2 separate regions of the Callithrix jacchus genome follow, and region 2 is linked to region 1. A link is a contact called in public Hi-C data. All regions are on one chromosome and are shown on one strand. Each heading gives the region's core, a stretch centred on a gene start, on an enhancer-like site or on the middle of the called end of the contact. The rest is flanking DNA. Distances are from core to core; before and after follow the strand shown. Region 1 holds the start of NUP188 (nucleoporin 188). Region 2 overlaps NUP188 (nucleoporin 188).

The links. A called contact is a pair of places that touch in the nucleus more often than the background predicts.
Region 2: a Hi-C map of skeletal muscle shows a contact between it and region 1, with 2.5 times the contacts expected there. The contact joins the enhancer-like site here to the promoter of NUP188 in region 1. A contact is called at or near these places in 2 of 3 Hi-C or Micro-C datasets (induced pluripotent stem cells and skeletal muscle).

What each region holds. Positions count from the first base shown.
Region 1 is chr1:177,528,432-177,532,557 of calJac240_pri, forward strand. It overlaps NUP188 (nucleoporin 188), which reads left to right and starts at 2,407. Exons shown (of 44, transcript XM_017976636.4): 1 at 2,407-2,459. The coding sequence starts at 2,428. It overlaps DOLK (dolichol kinase), which reads right to left and starts at 2,325. Exons shown (of 1, transcript XM_017976621.4): 1 at 229-2,325. The coding sequence starts at 2,008. The coding sequence ends at 392.
Region 2 is chr1:177,583,474-177,587,902 of calJac240_pri, forward strand. It overlaps NUP188 (nucleoporin 188), which reads left to right. Exons shown (of 44, transcript XM_017976636.4): 39 at 933-1,007; 40 at 1,089-1,316; 41 at 1,428-1,559; 42 at 1,808-1,881; 43 at 2,007-2,136; 44 at 2,280-2,868. The coding sequence ends at 2,456. SH3GLB2 (SH3 domain containing GRB2 like, endophilin B2) reads right to left here. Exons shown (of 15, transcript XM_078329132.1): 15 at 3,793-4,429. Among named protein-coding and RNA genes, the nearest start is that of SH3GLB2, 21 kb to the right of the region's middle. Within about 2 kb of position 1,583, at least 4 of the 16 cell types and tissues checked have an H3K27ac peak or open chromatin away from gene starts, as enhancers often do. A contact at or near this core is called in skeletal muscle, where this site is marked.

The sequences.
Region 1 (4,126 bases), core at 1,157-3,656:
AGCCTGACCAACATGGAGAAACCCCATCTCCACTAAAAATACAAAATTAGCCGGGGGTGGTGGCACATGCCTGTAATCCCAGCTACTCCAGAGGCTGAGGCAGGAGAATTGCTTGAACCTGGGAGGCGGAGACTGCGGTGAGCTGAGATCGTGCCATTGCACTCCAGCCTGGGCAACAAGAGCAAAACTCCATCTCAAAAAAATAAAATAAAAATCAGCAAAACTAGAACCAGGAAAGCTCTGCTTTTTTATTTTAAATCTGAATCAACTGAAAAATCAAATCTGCTTTTCACAGTTTGGCTCTTCATGCCCAAGTAGCTGTCTGCTCTGGGGACTGTTTGCCCGTCCCATGTCTGTTTCCTCTGTCACTGCTGCTGCTGCACTGTAACAGCTAGGCCATCAGCAATATCAGGAGGTAGAGAGGCAGAAGGAGATTGTCTATTTGTGTGGTGTATGCTTCCAGGAGGGACACAGTGCTGATGGATCCCAAAATCCAAGCGTAACTGTAGTTAAGGTCCACTCCACTGTCAAAGATTAAGATCAGAGCTACAGAAATGATCTGTGCAAATATAGATGTCATGGTCCCCTCAAAAGTCTTTTTGGTTCCAGGCCAGCGGATCTCCCCCATGGTGCTACCGAAGATGGAGGCCACAGTATCACCCACACCCACGGCCAGGACACCAGCATAGGGGACGAGGGCCCTGGCTCCCCCCAGGCTACCCTTCTGTGTGCAGGGTCTGGGGATCAGCCAGATGGGAAGAGACATGCCCAGCAGCAGGTAGATGTGTGTCAGAATGAGTGGTCCACTGTCTCGTTCATCCAGAAAAAGGGACAGGAGGCTTCGCAGAGTGTGACCCAGGGGCTTGATGCGGAAGTAGCGCACATACTCGAGGAAGATGAAGACTGCCAGACATACAGTGGCGGCTACGTAGAGCAGTGGCCGGTCAAAGATGATACCTGGGATGTAGGTGGCTACCACGATGAGGTGGAAATACTTTCGGGCAATGGTGGGGGCCTGGTGCTTCTTGGACTCAGATGATGACCGCTTGGCATTCTGATATAGCACTACCAGGCAGGCCAAGGTGGCCAGCAGAGACCAATAGGCTAGGAGGTAGATCCGGGTATCTGTTTGGAAGAGGAACTGAAGCAGCCAGAGCAGGGGGTTCCTGCGGATGAGCCGGTGCAGCCAGGGCAGGACCACACCAAGGCCCAGCACACAAGTCATGAGGTGGAAGAAGATAGAGGAGGCCCAGGTGCCTGAGTCCATGAAAACAAAGAGAGTGCTGAAGAAGATGCCCATAAGTACCATCCCTACTACCACCACCAGCAGGAAGAAGTCCACTGGATCCCCCTGGCTTTCCACCAGTGTCAGAGAGCGCTTGATGAGCTGGTTGAGGACAAAGCTAATGCCACCCAATACCAGCAGTGCTTCGCCAGGGGTGAAGCAGCGGGGCAGCAGGTACAGCAGGATCATGTTGAGATAAACGAAGATCAGCAGGACTTCCAGGACTTCGATCACCTCCCCGACGCTCAGCGAGTGCTTCATGATATAAATGATAACACCTCCAGCCAAGCCCAAGATGACACAAGTGTTGGTTGGCACCGGGCGAGTGATGCCCAGCGCCAACACTGATGAGAACAGGGCCACTGCCATGCCAGTGGCTGCGACCACAATGCCAAAACGCTCGAAGAACGGGTTTCCTGCAGCCTGGCACCGCTCTTTCATGACTAGTCCAAACAAAGGCATGACCATGGAGGCGGGGAGTAGGCCACTGTTTGCGGACATTCGGAACTGAAAGACGGCGTTCCCCTGCTGCAGCAGCCGGTCCCACTTGTATTGGACGTAGAAGGCCTGCACTGCGAGGGCCACGGCGCACCACGAGTATCGGTCCCATACGGCTGCGTGGATGCTCAGCACCACTGCAAATACTACTGCCGTCTCTGCCAGCACCGATCCACTCAGCGGAGCCCCAGACCTCGGGGTCGGAGATGGGCACTCTCGGGTCATGTCTCTAGACCTGGGAATTCGCGGAAGCAGCAGTGACTAGCAACGCCCTAGACTTCGGGCCGCTCGGCCCCGCCAAGCAGAGGGAGGCACCTTCACCCGGCCAGCAACCTTCTCCCTCCGTTCTCCAGCAGCGAGGAGGGAGCTCCACGGCAGGTCACTCTCTGCGGCCTGGGAGCTGGCGCCCGGCCACCCCCCGCAGCCTCCAACCTACGGCGTAGAAGTCGCCACTCCACAGCCTTGCTCACAGCCACAGCCGACCCCGCTACCGGATCCTCACCTCTTTGGGCCTCGCCATCTTGGCACCGCCCCGCGCCAACGTCACGTGACGAAATCTCCGCCCACGCGCCCGGACCGGGGGGGCCAGCGGTCATGTGGGCACGGCGTCTGGGGGCGGGGTTAGGGCGCGCGCGCGCTCGAAGATGGCGGCGGCCGCCGGCGAGCCGTATGTGAGGTGCGGAGCGGGTCGAGTGGACCGGGGTGGCTGTGAGGCGCGGGGGTCAAAGCAGAGCGGAAGCGGGGCGGGAATTGGAGGCGGGATGTGGTGACGGTGGCAGGGCCAACCCCGGCTGGGTGGACGGGCGCCGAGAGGGTAGGCGGTTGTGTCCAAACGGTCCCCGCGCGCGGGGATCTGAAGAGTCTTTTTCAGGAGGGGGGCCGGCTCTTCACCCCTTCCCTCAGCGCTCGGCCTCCCATCTCCTCACCCAGGGGCCTTTGCCTTCCTCCCCTCTCGCCTCTGGCGCGTTCCTTGGCGTCCCATCCGCGCTTCCTCGTCCGGCAGTGACGCTCCCTCGAGGCACGACTGGGCGCTTCGCGGTCGCCTGGGGGACCCCCCCACCCACGTCTCCGCTGCGGGCTCCCGCTGTCCTGCCCCGGCGTCGGGTGCGCCCTGCTGGCTCCCCAGCCTGTCCCCAGCGATCTGCTCTTGTTAGGATTCTTTTTCGCGTTGCGCCGAGCCATGCTTGCGGTTTCTGCCCTCTCTTCGCGCCTGGAATCGTTCTTTTCTTGCATTGAATCAGTCAGTTAGCATGCCCAGATCCTCCAAGAGATTTCAGGGACTGAACTAGGCTTTAGGGACAAGAAGATGAAATATTATATACGAAACTATAATTCTCACAAAGTGCTTTCTAGCGCCAGATCCTGGTGGAGCGCTTCCCCTGAGTTATCTCATTCAATTCTCACAACTCTGAAAGGCGCCTTCTATTTCACAGATGACTCAGAAGTCCAGCTAGCCAAGTGATAAAGAGAGGATTCAGGCTGAAGTCTTTGTGACTCCAGTGCTATAACCAGACCACCACGCCTCCTTCCGTCTTCCACATTGCAGCTTGAAGGTGTTGGTGCATCCCACCACCCTCCCTTCTTAAAATTAAACATCCCTGTCGCTTATCCTTCCCTGTGCCAGCAGTGTTTTCCCTACTTTTTTTTGTTGTTGAGCCGGAGTCTCGCGCTGTCACCAAGCTGGAGTGCAGTGGCGCAATCTCGGCTCACTGCAACCTCCGCCTCCCGGGTTCAAACGATTCTCCTGCCTCAGTCCCTGAGTAGCTGGGACTACAGGCGCAGGCCACAACACCCAGCCAATTTGTGTATTTTTAGCAGAGACAGGGTTTGACCATGTTGGCCAGGATGGTCTTGATCTCTTGATGTCGTGATCTGCCCGCCTCGGCCTCCCAAAGTGCTGGGATTACAGGCGTGAGCCGTTTTCCCCACTTTTTTTGCTATGCTGTTCACTGCTGTATTCTCTCTCATTTTTTTTCCCTGAGGCAGGGTCCTGCTCTGTTGCCCAGGCTGGAATGAAGTTGTGCAGTATGGTTCACTACGTTATGGCTCACTCCTGGGCTCAAGCGATCCTCCCACCTAAGCCTCCAGAGTAGCTGGGACTACAGGTGTGCACCACCACACCTGGCTAGTTATTTAAAAATGTTTTCTTTCTTTTCTTGCTATGATGCCCAGGCTGGTCTCAAACATCTGAGCTCAGGTGATCCTACCGGCTTTCCAAAGTGCTGAGATTATAGGTGTAAGCCACCGCATCCGGCCACCACTATATTCTCAGCACCCAGAAGAGCATGTATAGGTTCTCAGTAAATATTTATTACACATATCGCCCATGCTGTCTGGTACCAC
Region 2 (4,429 bases), core at 333-2,832, 54 kb after region 1:
GAGCCCTCACTGGGGCACCCCTAGTGAATTGCAGGATGTTCCTGAAGGTGGGCTTTTCGCTTGGAGAGCACAGGGTTTGGCATCATGTGATTACTCTGGCTAAATGTTTCCTTCCATAGTCAAGGGCAGCCATGTAGGTTAAGAACTTGGACTTTATCGGTTAGACCTTGGTCCAGATACCTTAAGAATACACCTGGGGCTGCATTATAGGCTCATACCTGTAATCCCAGCACTTTGGGAGGCCAAGGTGGGTGGATCACCTGAGGTCAGGAGTTTGAGATCAGCCTGGCCAACATGATGAAACCCCATCTCTACTAAAAATACAAAAATTAGCCATGTGTGGTGGCGCATGCCTGTAATCCCAGCTACTTGTGAGGCTGAGGCGGGAGAGTTGCATGAACCCCGGAGGCGGAGGTTGCATTGAGCCAAAATCGAACCACTGCACTCCAGCCTGGGCAACAGAGGGAGACTCCGTCTCAAACAAACAAACAAAAAAACAAAACACACCTGGAGCTGGGAAGCAGCTGGAGAAGGGGTGGGAAAGAAGACACACTCCAGGCTTCTGTCATCTGCTGGTTGTATGACCTTGGCCAAGTCACTACTCCACTATTTGTAAGTTTTTATCCTTTTCCTGAGAAATGGAATCAGCTATAATCCTCATCATCTTTATTTTAGGGGCTTAAAATATACCAGGCACCTAGCTGGGTCCCAGGGAAACAGTCCAGTCCTGAGCCCTGCTGGCCCCTGAGTACCTGGCGGCTATAAGGGCTTTTAAGCTGGAGAGTAGCCAAGGGAGCATGAGGGAGGGAGGGAAGAGCAGCAGTGAGAGAGGAGCATGTGGGTGTTACGTGGAGAGCTGTTGGGTTGACCTAGTTGGGTGACTGGGCTGCTGCCAAGAGAATCCCTTCATATCCCTGCTGTCTCTCTCCCAGGTCAACCTGGGTTACCTGTGCCAGGCATGCACCTCCCTTCTGCACAGCCGAAAGATGCTGCAGCATTACTTACAGGTACTCGTCCTGCGCCGTGAGGGCCTGGGATACCTCACTCTGGCTTTCCCAGTTCCACCTTTATTTCTTGACTCTCCCCAGAACAAAAATGGGGATGGCCTCCCCTCAGTTGTTGCCCAGCGAGTCCAGAGGCCGTCTGCTGCTTCTGCTGCCCCTTCCTCCTCCTCCAAGCAGCCTGCCACTGACACAGAGGCATCGGAACAGCGGGCCTTGCACACAGTTCAGTACGGCCTTCTCAAGATCCTCAGCAGGACATTGGCAGCTCTGCGCCACTTCACCCCGGATGTCTGCCAGATCCTGCTAGATCAGGTACTGGCCGTCACCAGCTTAGCACCACTTCCGCTAACAGCTGTGCTCTGCTGTGCACAGAGAGAGCTGCCTGGGGCTTTAACTGAGTGATTGATGGCTCTTGTCTCACAGTCCCTGGACCTTGCTGAATACAACTTCCTGTTTGCCCTGAGCTTTACCACTCCCACTTTTGACTCCGAAGTGGCCCCCTCCTTCGGGACCCTTCTGGCCACAGTGAATGTGGCCCTCAACATGCTTGGAGAGGTAAGTTGGTGCTGTCAGCTGCTGTCCTCTCCCCCCAGCTTCCACTTCCCAGCCAACCTTGGGCATGGTACTAGCCTCCTGAGCCTGCTCCTCTCCATAAACTGAATATGACAGCACCATGAGAATTACTATGAGGATGAAATGAGGTAACTAATGGGATTTGTGTAGTACAGGACATGCTAGTAGGAGGCTGTCAGTAAGTGGGGCTGTTACTGTTGTCTTAGTTTTTTACCCTTGCTTCTCTTCAGCTGGACAAGAAAAAGGAGCCCCTCACCCAGGCAGTGGGGCTCAGCACACAGGCAGAAGGGACCAGGACATTAAAGTAAGCCCTTTTTCTAGGATTTGATAAGGGGGTGGGGCAGTGTCATGGGCTCACTATTCTGGCTAAATGGCTTGCACCTGCCAGCCTGGCCCTTTGCAGCAGTGCCAAAAACCTGCCTCTCCTAGGTCTCTCCTGATGTTTACCATGGAAAACTGCTTCTACCTGCTCATCTCCCAGGCGATGCGGTACCTTAGGGACCCAGCTGTGCACCCCCGGGACAAACAGCGGATGAAGCAGGAACTCAGCTCTGAGTTGGTATGGATGGATAGGGAAGGCTGGTTGGAGGGGGCTAGGCCAGTAGGACCAGAACCCTGTGGGGTCCTGCTTGGCATTCCCCAAGGGTTGGGAACAGTGGCTAGATGTGCTGAGCCTCACCAAGCCGCTTTTTTTTCTTGTAGAGCACGCTGCTCTCCAGCCTCTCGCGCTACTTCCGCCGGGGAGCCCCCAGCTCCCCTGCCACTGGGGTCCTCCCCTCACCGCAGGGAAAGTCCACCTCTCTCTCCAAAGCCAGCCCTGAGAGTCAGGAGCCTCTGATCCAGCTGGTGCAAGCATTTGTCCGGCACGTGCAAAGATAGGGTAGTGCTGTGTGCCCGCCTACCCCTCTCCACCAGCCCACACTGCACCCTGAGCAGTGGGGGTGCTGCCGGCTGCCAGGGCCTATACGGTGGAGGGCACCTCCAGTCACCCCCTCCCCGAGTAATCACGACTCCAACTACCTGCCTGCTGACGTTATTTTTATAATAGATCAAGAGGTCAACAGCAGGCGTGGGGAGCCGAGTCTTCTGTGCTCAGGCCCTCACGCTGCAGACGCCCCCTAGAGGAGCATTCCTGACCTTCCAGCATTCCCTACAGCACAGCCGGACGGGACAGGCGGCAGCCCAGGAGAGGCTCTATGCACGGGTTTCAAAATCTGTTTTCCACGCTGTCCTTACAGTTTTTTGGTAATACTGTGGTCTATTTATACAAATATTAAAAATCCTGTTTATAGACTGCTGTGATATTTAACCCCAAAGCCCAGGGATGACAACCTGGCTCTCAGAACCTAGAAAACTCCCCTGGCCAGGTGCCTAGGAGTGGGGCTATGGCTCAGGGGAGGCAGGGTATTGACTGATGGCCAATTCAGCATCCCTCATTCCTGTCCTTGGGCTGAGGGTTAGGCTGGGAGGTGGTATCAGATGTTCCCTTCCTTGGCCTGCCCTGGTCTTGTCTTGGGTTCTGCTTTTGTTGGTCCGGTGGGCTGAGCTCATTCCTGGGTGTAGCCTTTCTTGAAGCTCTGTGCCTTCCTATTTATAGCCCTGTACCCCCGTCATCCCCTCTTCAGGAGCCCCAACAGGGGGCCTACTAGCTATTGGTCTTCTTAGGACCAAAGTCAGAATCTTAGATCCTGCTAGGGGCCATCTAAAACACAGCCACCACTTAGGGTTTCTAGAATCAGGCTGGCCTGGGCTTCAGTCCCTGCTTGGCCGCTTGCCTGTTGTCTCTTAAGGTGATTGTCTTGCTGATGATCTCCTTCCCTCATCTGTGAAATGTGGACAGTGAGGATGGCATGAGAACCCATGGCTCTGGGACATGTCCCGGGCGAAATGCCTGACCTGCAGACAGCACTGATGACCACCCACTTCTTGAGCTTGAACTGTCAGGCACATTCTACAGTTCACTCCACAATCCAAAGGTAGGAAACTTTTTCTTAGGAATAAAACATTCCTCATGCAGCTTCATGTCCAGGAACAGCACTACCCTCGAGAGATGCAAGCCCTATGGAAGACAGGGAGGGCTGCACTTCCCAACTCAGAAAGCTGGGGCAGCCACAGGGCCCCTGCTAGCTCTGTGGATCACCCCACCCAGGAGGAGTGGGGCAGAGGGCAAGGCTACCCTTCCCCTGTCCAGCCCAGGCCCTGACAGGACCCCAGGTAACTCGCACACGAGGAGGCTTTATTGGCTAGAAAGCAAACAGGCAGAAGTAAAAACAGCAGATAAAAAGTGAGTGTAGAGAGATGGAGGCTGCGGCCACCAGACTTGGCTTGAGCTGTGAGGGGTGGGAGGGGAGGATAGCACCGGAAGATGCTGCTCCGGGCCCAACACCAGCCCTGGCCAGGCTCTCCCCTCCCAGGGGCAGTGCGCAGTCCCCAGGGGCTGCCAGAGCCCTGTGTGCCTTGCCGCATTCCCCTGCTGCAGCTTTTGGCAACTGCAAGGCAGGGCTCTAGCTGAGTGCACTCGGGGCTTCCTGCGGCGGCCCCACCCTGGCCTAGGTGCTGAGTGCAGCTGCTGCAGCCAGTCCCTCCCTCCTTGGTAGAGCCGGGAGGGTGAGGCGCTGGGGGATGCAGGCAGGGGTGGGGGCTCCAGAGCCACAGGTCAAAAGCAGGGCTAGGGGAGGGGTGGGGGCCATTCAGCCTCAGACACCCTCACAGCTAGGTGACCAGGGGCAGGGACAGAATGGGGTGAATTCTTCCCACCCTGAGCAGCTGTGTCACCAACGAACAAGGTAAGTGGCAGGGCTGTGCCATCCTTTCCTGCCCAGGCCAGAATGGGGGCAGGGGGGCCTGGGAGG